Regions from separate parts of the Mus musculus genome. Here all the other regions are linked to region 2. Evidence: chromatin contacts called from public ChIA-PET and promoter capture Hi-C data. All regions are on one chromosome and are shown on one strand. The core of a region is the stretch at or near the end of the contact, and the rest is flanking DNA. Distances in the headings are between cores, read along the strand shown. Region 1 holds the start of Sec16a (SEC16 homolog A, endoplasmic reticulum export factor). Region 2 holds the start of Tmem141 (transmembrane protein 141). Region 3 holds the start of Gpsm1 (G-protein signalling modulator 1 (AGS3-like, C. elegans)).

Evidence for each region. Promoter capture Hi-C pulls out the DNA fragments that hold promoters and counts their contacts. ChIA-PET counts read pairs in DNA pulled down with a chosen protein or histone mark.
Region 1: a contact with region 2 is called in an RNA polymerase II ChIA-PET map of memory CD8 T cells, with 6 read pairs. The contact joins the promoter of Sec16a here to the promoter of Tmem141 in region 2. A contact is called at or near these places in 2 of 39 promoter capture datasets (both in liver) and 2 of 115 datasets of contacts at active chromatin or transcription factors (memory CD8 T cells and pancreatic cancer cells).
Region 3: a contact with region 2 is called in a promoter capture Hi-C map of embryonic stem cells. The contact joins the promoter of Gpsm1 here to the promoter of Tmem141 in region 2. A contact is called at or near these places in 2 of 39 promoter capture datasets (embryonic stem cells and hematopoietic stem and progenitor cells) and 1 of 115 datasets of contacts at active chromatin or transcription factors (large pre-B cells).

What each region holds. Positions count from the first base shown.
Region 1 is chr2:26,443,927-26,446,626 of GRCm38.p6, forward strand. It overlaps Sec16a (SEC16 homolog A, endoplasmic reticulum export factor), which reads right to left and starts at 1,290. Exons shown (of 30, transcript NM_153125.2): 1 at 1,149-1,290. 0610009E02Rik (RIKEN cDNA 0610009E02 gene) reads left to right here and starts at 1,998. Exons shown (of 3, transcript NR_152209.1): 1 at 1,998-2,274.
Region 2 is chr2:25,620,651-25,623,350 of GRCm38.p6, forward strand. It overlaps Tmem141 (transmembrane protein 141), which reads right to left and starts at 1,352. Exons shown (of 5, transcript NM_001040130.3): 1 at 1,284-1,352; 2 at 958-1,024; 3 at 725-808; 4 at 416-523. The coding sequence starts at 1,337. The region is part of intron 5 of Fcnaos (a long non-coding RNA gene); the gene reads left to right.
Region 3 is chr2:26,314,112-26,316,811 of GRCm38.p6, forward strand. Gpsm1 (G-protein signalling modulator 1 (AGS3-like, C. elegans)) reads left to right here and starts at 1,422. Exons shown (of 14, transcript NM_153410.5): 1 at 1,422-1,609. The coding sequence starts at 1,542. Gm52505 (a long non-coding RNA gene) reads right to left here. Exons shown (of 2, transcript XR_003953775.1): 2 at 1,238-2,315.

The DNA.
Region 1 (2,700 bases), core at 40-2,539, 820 kb after region 2:
TGACTGAGGTATTTTAAACATCCCCTGATCCTTTCACTGCCAGCCTTAACAGCTGTAAACTGTAGAACACAGGGGAACCCAAGAACATTAGTGAGCTCCACTCGCCAACAATCTCCCCCATGGTGACTGTCTGTGATACTCTTATCAGACAGACAAGATAAACACCTCCCTTCTAAGTCAAAATCTGAGCCGGAACCCTTTAAATGTTGAAGAAGGCATTTGCAGAAGAGAAAAAGCTATACACTATGTGAGGAAGACACACAGGAAACATGGACATTCATGTTTGCTTATAAAAGCAAGACGGGATACCAAAATCTGCAAGACATGAGCACTGAAACCCTAGGAAGGGAACGTGGACAACGTGTAAGGAAGCTGCACTGTGCTGCACCTTGCAAAAGGACCTGAAGGAACAGTAATCTGTGAGTCTGCTGTTTCTTACTGCCAAACTCAGAATGGAAAACGCCTCTAGTCAACACTTTTGAAAGGAAATCTTTCCTTCAGTGCGCGACCATCCTACATGCCATTTAAAAACCTGTGTAAGCACAACAGCCAGAGTTATCTACAGGACGCTCCACAGCCAAGCCGACATTTTTCTACACCTTGGTAAAAAACAAATCACGACCTCCCTTGCGACATCCTGCTCCGCCGGCCAAGAGATTACAAATAAACGCTGCTACTCCCTGTTTCAAATGAAAATGTGTCCCATGATCATCAACTTCTGAGGAAGTCTTCGAGCCAACGAGAATCAAATATCTTCAGAACCCAGCAAAAGTCAAGCTTGGCAATTTCCTGCACTTTCTTCGTTTTAAATGAGTTGCGGGCTTCCTCGGAGGTGTCACAGTCTGGCCATGTTAACACACCTTCCCCAGCGGCCAACCAGTTCCCGAAGCCCTGACCAGGTATCTGTCTCCCGTCAGGTCTGGGAAACCACGAGCCCCTTAGACAACCCACCAAGGCGACACGGCCCGTAACCTGTCCGGTGTCTCAGCACCAGGCGGCCCGGTACTGTCGTTCTCCCCAGGCCTGACTGTGTCTCTTTAAATGCGCTCGCCACTCCGGGCTAGGCCCGATGCTCACTGAGCCTGCTTGGCCTCCGCAGCCTCGCCCACCCTCGGGCCTCCACCGTGCTCCATACACTCAGCCCTCACCCTGTGAGCTGTGGTTGGCTTCTCAGGCGCCGCGAACTGAAACCCAGCCGGCGACGGCGGCGGCAGTAGGGGGAACTAGCGCGTTCCCAGCAGCAGCCGCAGCCATCTTGGCACATCCGGCTCCAGGTGCCGCCGCCGACGTGTCCGAAGGAGACGTCAGCGCGCCCCGCCCCTTAATTGCCCCTCCTCTTGCTTCTTCCAGTCTTTCGCTGCTTCACCCATTGCCCCGCCCCCCCTGCCCGGCCCTCTTGGCCGCGCTCCGTACACGTCTTCGGCGCGTCAATCATACCACGCCCCCTTGGGCTCCGCCCCCTCTCCCGTCCAGTTTTGCACTGCTTCATCCTTTTGTTCCGCCCCCCAGGAGCTGCCCCGCCCATTCCCCTTAAGAGCCTTTCGTAGTGTCCCTTTTGACTCCGCCTTTCGTTCGTCTCCAGTCTTTTGCCGCCTCATCTCTTCGTCCCACCCATAGGCCCGCCCCTCTTGCGTCAGTCACTTACAGCTCCACCCCCGTGGCCCCGCCCTCACCCACTTGCGGAGCCAGGAGCGCGGGCCCCGCCTCTTCACGTCGCCCTGGTTACGCTGGTTCTGTCCTACAGTCTTCCTGTTCTAGGATTTGACTGGACAGGATTCTTCAATCCAGATCCCCGGGGAGAATCAGTCTTGAAAAACCAAAGCCAGAAGTTCCGCTGAGTCCAGAGCCCCAGCGGGCCCTCTCGCTTGCCCCCTCCCCATTTTTCCGTTGGGTTCTCTTGGTTGCCGGCGGGGGCGACTACGCGTGCGCCACCCTGCTCGAGTAGCTAGGCGGTCGACTTCTGCGGGCTGGACAGGCGCGTGCGCGGAGCTGTACCCGTTGCTTGGCTACGGCTCTTTGCTGGAGCCTGCCCGGCGCAGTTCGCGTGATTAAGCAAATGCCTTTCCTGGTGCTAGTAGGAACTCTCACCACCACCACCCCCATTCCCCTCCAACCTTTGCTAGAGGAGAGAAGCCAGAGCCTGGAGGCCAAGTCCTTCAAACTCCATTGCGACTCCTCCCGGCAGGGCGCGGCCTAAAGCCCACGGCGGAACGCTGGACTTAGACCAGGGATGTCAGCAGGTCTGTCTGTCGGAGCAGAGGCTCTCCGGAAAAGGTGGGTGCTGTCATCGGGGAAGTGACCAGGCCTGGCTCCCTCACCTGTACTCCAGAGAGCGTGAGAAGGCGGTGCCCCTGCGAAGCCGCCTGGTCAGTGGCGAACCCAGAGGCAGGGAAGGAGGGAGTGTGGTGGAGCTGGCCAGCGCTCAGACACGCAAGCATAGCCGGGAGAACTGAGGGCCAGCTTCATGTCCTCTGACGTGGCACTGTGGGTCACTCTGTAAAGCTAACATTTATCTTTAGAGAGCCAGGTTTCCAAACTCTTTCTGAACACATGGTAGACTCAACTTTAAGTCCCTAAAAAGAAGCAGCAACCCCAACCCTAGGATGGCTAGAGCTAAATAATAGCAAGGCCTCGTCTAAATAAATAAACAAACAAATAAATAAATAATAAAATGCAAGGTCTCCACTCTCAGGCCCCCAA
Region 2 (2,700 bases), core at 102-2,601:
GGGAGGAAGCAGCAGCAGAAGCAGGAACTCAAGACCAACCTGGCCTATAGACTCTTTCCTCAGAAGAGCAAAACAAAAAATCTGAGCCCAGAAACACGCATGGGCAGGCCTGAGGTCACCATCTTGGTATCAGATTCAGGGTCACAGCCCTGGACACTTTTTTTCCTGAGTTGTCTGTGTAGCTGCTGTGTCCTGCCCCACACCTTACAAGGCCCTTCCCTCTGTCTCAGGGTCACCATAATTTTTGGATATTCCTTCTGGGAATGCACTGCTCAATCTTTGTTATGCTTGCTTCTAGCCCCAGCCTCTCCGGGGGGAAGTAGGACTGGCTAGATCGAAAGGCTTCAGTCCGTCTTTTGAGTCTTGTGGGCTTGCCTTCCTGAAACTGCTAGCTGTCCCTCTGGGCCCCTCTCACCTGTGCTTATGTCTTTGGGGAGCTGCCCGGTCTCCAGGAAGAGCCAGAGATTGCTGCATTTCTGACACTCCATACTTGTCACTCTGTAGCTGGCCACAGATCCTGCAACTGGAGAACAGGAAGCAGGAGGGTGGGTGCACTTTTCAGAAGGGGACCTGGCACAAGCTAGTTCTGGGCAGACAGGGTGGGTAGGCTGCAGCCCAAACAGGTTGGATCGCAGTCAGGGTTTTATTGGAAACACACCAACACTGTAGAGTCACTGGTAATGGATGCATTTCAGGGCCTAGGCACCCACCGTGGAGTACTCACTGGCAGACACTAGGAAGCTCCACTGCACAGGGTATGGAAACTTCCTCTTAATGAACATCAGCAGGCCAAAAGTCGCACCAGTGCCTGCCAAGAGCCAAGCAAAGTGCTGGTCAGGGTACCTGCTGCACCTGCAGGCAGGATGACTTGGCGCCGCCTGCTGGACAGACAGGGTGGGACGAAAGGTTACATTTTTACCCCTTTAAGGAATTCTTTTGCTCCCCAAGACCTCTTACCTGTGACAAAAGTGAAAACGCCCTTCATGAAGGCGTGCGACTGGCAGGCAGCAAATTCCTCGAGTCCCTGGGATTAGGGGGCGGGGAAGGTGTTCGTGGCTCAGTTCTCTTTCCTCGCCTCCTGCTTCTCCTTTAGCCACGACCTGGCCTTGGCGAGGGAGAATGGATATATTCCACCCTCCCCTAAACCCATTTAGCGTGCCCTATCCCTAAGTCAGGAGGGTTCCCCCACTCCTCCACTCCCTGACAGGGCTTCCCCTGCCTCTACTTTGCCTCAGGTCAGCATCGTAGGGTCAGCTCTCTGGCCCCCAGGCTAGCCTTCTCACCGGGTGCCTGGCGGCCACGGCGTCATCCACACGGGACAAGCCCAGATTCACCATGGTTGGTCAGGTTCTGCCAGGGAGGACTTGGGGGGCGGGGCGGGGCTCAAGACTCGGGCCTGCGCAGAACGCAGAACGTAGCAGAGACAGTCAAGCTCTGTCCGGCTTAGGGGGCGGGACCTATAACCGCGAGCTTCTGATGGGCGTGACAGAGCAGTTGAAATTGGGGGTTTTGTGACCTCGAACCAGGCCTAACTTTCCTCACCCCTCATTTTCATACTCATAGAGCACATTGATTGTTTTTGTTTTTGTTTTAGATTTATTATATGTAAGTACACTGTAGCTGTCTTCAGGGAGTCACATCTCATTACAGATGGTTGTGAGCCACCATGTGGTTTCTGGGATTTGAACTCAGGACCTTAGGAAGAGCAGTCCGAGCTCTTAGCCACCGAGCCATCTCTCCAGCCCCCACATTGATTGTTCTTACTACATGAGATGGGACTTTAAGACTACAGTTAAGGGTTCTCTCTCTGAAAGGCACAACAGAATTCCAGAAGTTCACTCGAACCCTTTTTTGGTGTCAGGGCATGGGGTCCTATGGAAAAGTTCACAGAGTTCCTCGCCCTCTTCCTCCACTCCCCGCTTCTTTCTCTTCTTCCCCCTCCCCTCTTTTCTTTAAGAAAAGGGTTCTCTGCTTAGCCCTGGCTGTCCAACTTGCTCTGTAGGGCAGTCTGGCTTCCAACTCAGAGATTTGCCTTTTTTTGCTTCCCAAGTACTGGGCCTAAAGGCATGTGCCACCATACCCAGATACACATTTCGTTTCCTTCCTTCCTTCCTTTCCTCCCTTCCCTTCCCTTCCCTTCCCTTCCCTTCCCTTCCCTTCCCTTCCCTTCCCTTCCCTTCCCTTCCCTTCCTTTCCCTTCCTTCCTCCTTTCCTTTCCTTTCCTTTCCTTTCCTTTCCTTTCCTTTCCTTTCCTTTCCTTTCCTTCCTTCCTTTTCCTTCCTTCCTTCCTTCCTTCCTTCCTTCCTTCCTTCCTTTCCTTCCTTCCCTTCCCTTCCTTCCTTCCTTCCTTCCTTCCTTCCTTCTTCTTTTCCTTCTTTCAAGATGATAATTGGGTGCTTAGAGAGATGGCTTGGCAGTTAAGAGTGCTCTCTCTATTTCCAGGGCTCTCATGCAGCTCATAACCGTTTGTAGCTTCAGTCCCAGAGATCCACTCTCCTTGTTTGGCTTCCACAGGTAGTAGGTACATGTGCTACACAGACATATATGCAGGCAACACACACACACACAGGAAATGAAAAGTTTTTTTTAAAAGGTTGATTATTGCTTATTAATTAAATAATATTTCAAATAAAATCTAGAGCAACACAGATACTTCTAAAAGTAAAAAAGCCCCACAAGTGTTGCCATCTGGCATTAGCT
Region 3 (2,700 bases), core at 172-2,671, 690 kb after region 2:
GAACCCTGTAACATCACATATGGGGCTCATTGGTTTGGTCCTTGGCAAAGCTGGGGGCCCGCAGGGGCTTGTATTGCTGCAGTATGTCTCTAAGGGCCTCCTAAAACCAAGGCCTGGGAATCTAAGCCCAGTCTGACACCAAGTGGGTCATAGCAGCCTCCATGTGTATGTTGTATCCTTTGAAGGCAACCAGGAAGCGCCTGCATTCCAGAGCCAGGGTCTGCTAGGGACCAGGCCCGAGACTTCAGCAAACGTGGGTGGTGCCTGGCCAGCCATAACACACACTCTGCCTTAGCCAAGAGAGAGCAAGCCCTGGCTCCTGTGGTCTTAGGGGGAGGTGTGGGGACAGCAGCAAGCTTGCGCCTCGCCCCAGGCACAGATGGTTCTCATTGCTCGCTCCTGCTCCTTCCTAGGAAAACAAACTAGCTCAGGGCCAACAGCCCAGTTTTATCTTGTGTTTGTTTTTGTTGCCATTTTTCTCCGCCTGAAGCCACTGTACTGTGGGCTGCGTCTGCAGGGTCTGTCTGGGGTGACCTTGGCATGGTGTCCCTCTTCAGACCAGGGTCCAGGGGTGCAGAAAAACTGCCAAGGACACTGCCATAGTCTGCACCCTGACATGTTCCTGTTCCACTGAGGGTCACAGCTACGTTTTCAAGAAGATTTAGAGTGGCCTGGAGAGAAGAGCAGAGACCTGGGTGAGTCCCAATGGAACTGGCTGTCCAGATGGTGCCCTGTGGCTGGCTGGGGGTTGGCTGAGGTGAAGGCTCCAAGGCTACTCAAGTTGGATGAAGAAAGATCACTCCGAGGTTCAGATCCTCAGGGTCCTGGGAGAACTCAGAGGAGGGTAGGCAGATGAATGAGCAACGGCCAGCCTCCCACGTGGGCTCCTGGTGTTCTTCCAGTATGTTTTCCAAACGCTTGCATTTCACAGATGAAATTCAACATGAAATCTGGTGGTGAAAGCCCTAGGAAGGTAGAGACTTGCCTAGGGCTGGACAGCATCCTCCCACCCTGACTCCATCTAGGAAGACCTGTTTTCTCCTTAGCCCCAGGAGCATCTGCATGGCCTGTACCCCACAAGAGGTGACAGGAAAGGAACAGGATGTGTGTGTGACAGCAAACTCTCGTGTGTGTGTGTGTGTGTGTGTGTGTGTGTGTGTGTGTGTGTGTGTGTAAGAAAAAGCACTAAACTCCAGGCTTAGCAGGGCTTCCCCCCCAAAGAAAAGGAAACACAGCATTGTCCACACTAGAGCAGGACTCTCCTTGCACTGGACCTCAAAGACAGAGCCCCGCCCACCCCACGGTAGGCGGGACCGCCGCAGTGGTGGCCGGTGGGCGCCTGCCCCTCCCCACCCTCCCTCCGCCTGGCGGCGGTGACATCACAGCTCTGGCGGGAGGGGCGGCGGCACCCCAGCACATCACTTCCTCGGCGTCTCCCGCGGACGCGCGGACAGGCGGACGGACGCGCGGACAGGCGGGCAGATCGGCAGGCGGACGGCCGCAGAGCGGGGCGGTGCTCCTGCTCGGCGCGTCCCCGACTCATGGCGAGCCCGGCCCCGCCCGTGGCCGAGGAGCTCCCGGGCCCGGCCTCCAGGCGCCTCTACTCCAGGTAGTTCAAGGACCGGGATGGGAACGGGGACCTGAGCGGCAGACGCGGGCGGGAGGCTGCCGGCCCAGAACAAAGGCTGCTGCGGCGACGCGCAACGTGGCCGGGGACGCGCCTCCCTGGATCTGCGTAGGGAGCGGTGGGGGCGCGGGGCCCAGGGCCCAAAGATCAGTTTCGCGGTAGAGGGGTTGGGACTGGGTTCTGCCTGCAACCCTGTCCTGATGCCAAAAGGGCTTACGGGGCGGGCACTCCACCACCCGGCTCTGCGGGACCCTGAGTAGCATGGATGCCAGTCTTCGTTATCTGGAGTTCTCTTCTCAAGCCTGACACTGCCGTGACCCGGTGTTGGTGTAGCATGGCCACGACCCAGGCTGTCATGATGGGGCCCTGCCTTCACTAGCTATCCCCAGCCCTAGGCCAGAAGGAGCTGGGCCTGAGCCAGGCAAGTGGGTGTGTGCTTCCCTACAAAGGCATTTGCCTTCCAGGCAGGTTCACAGGTGATCGAGCGGTCTGTGCTGTGTGCCCGCCCACTGGGAATGACAGGATAGTCCTGCCCCTGGCTCCATGCCTCCCTGGTGACTCCCTTTTGATGGATGAGGGTGTTCTCCGGTGAGATGCTGATCCCAGAAGTGGACCAGAGCTGTCAGTTCACTCTGGCTTCAGGTTGAGCTGGACCGGCCTGAGTTCTGGGCAGGGGCTGTCATCAGACCTAAAGGAAGGCCCAGCATCCTTCAGTTAGCTTCTGGCCCCCACCTCGTCTAGCCCTTCCCCATATCTGGGGTCTCCCTGTTAGGGGTCAACCCTGAAGAAATCTACTCAAGTGGGGTGGTTCATCAGCTAGCCAAGCTCTGCCTAGTACCCCCAAAGAGCAAAATGAGGGCTTGGTGCCTGGCGAACAGATCCTTGCCGTCCCGTTCTAATACAGTGTTCTAATGCTGCAGCTCAGAGACAGTGTCCCCATTGTGTGGTGTTGAAGATCATGCCTGAGCCCCACACCCTCCTCCAAGTTCTAGTGCAAGGGTAAGAGGTTTGCTAGCAGCTTCTTGGAGTCCCCTGGGAGCAGAGGCTCTGTGGGGTCACATTTAACTCAGGGC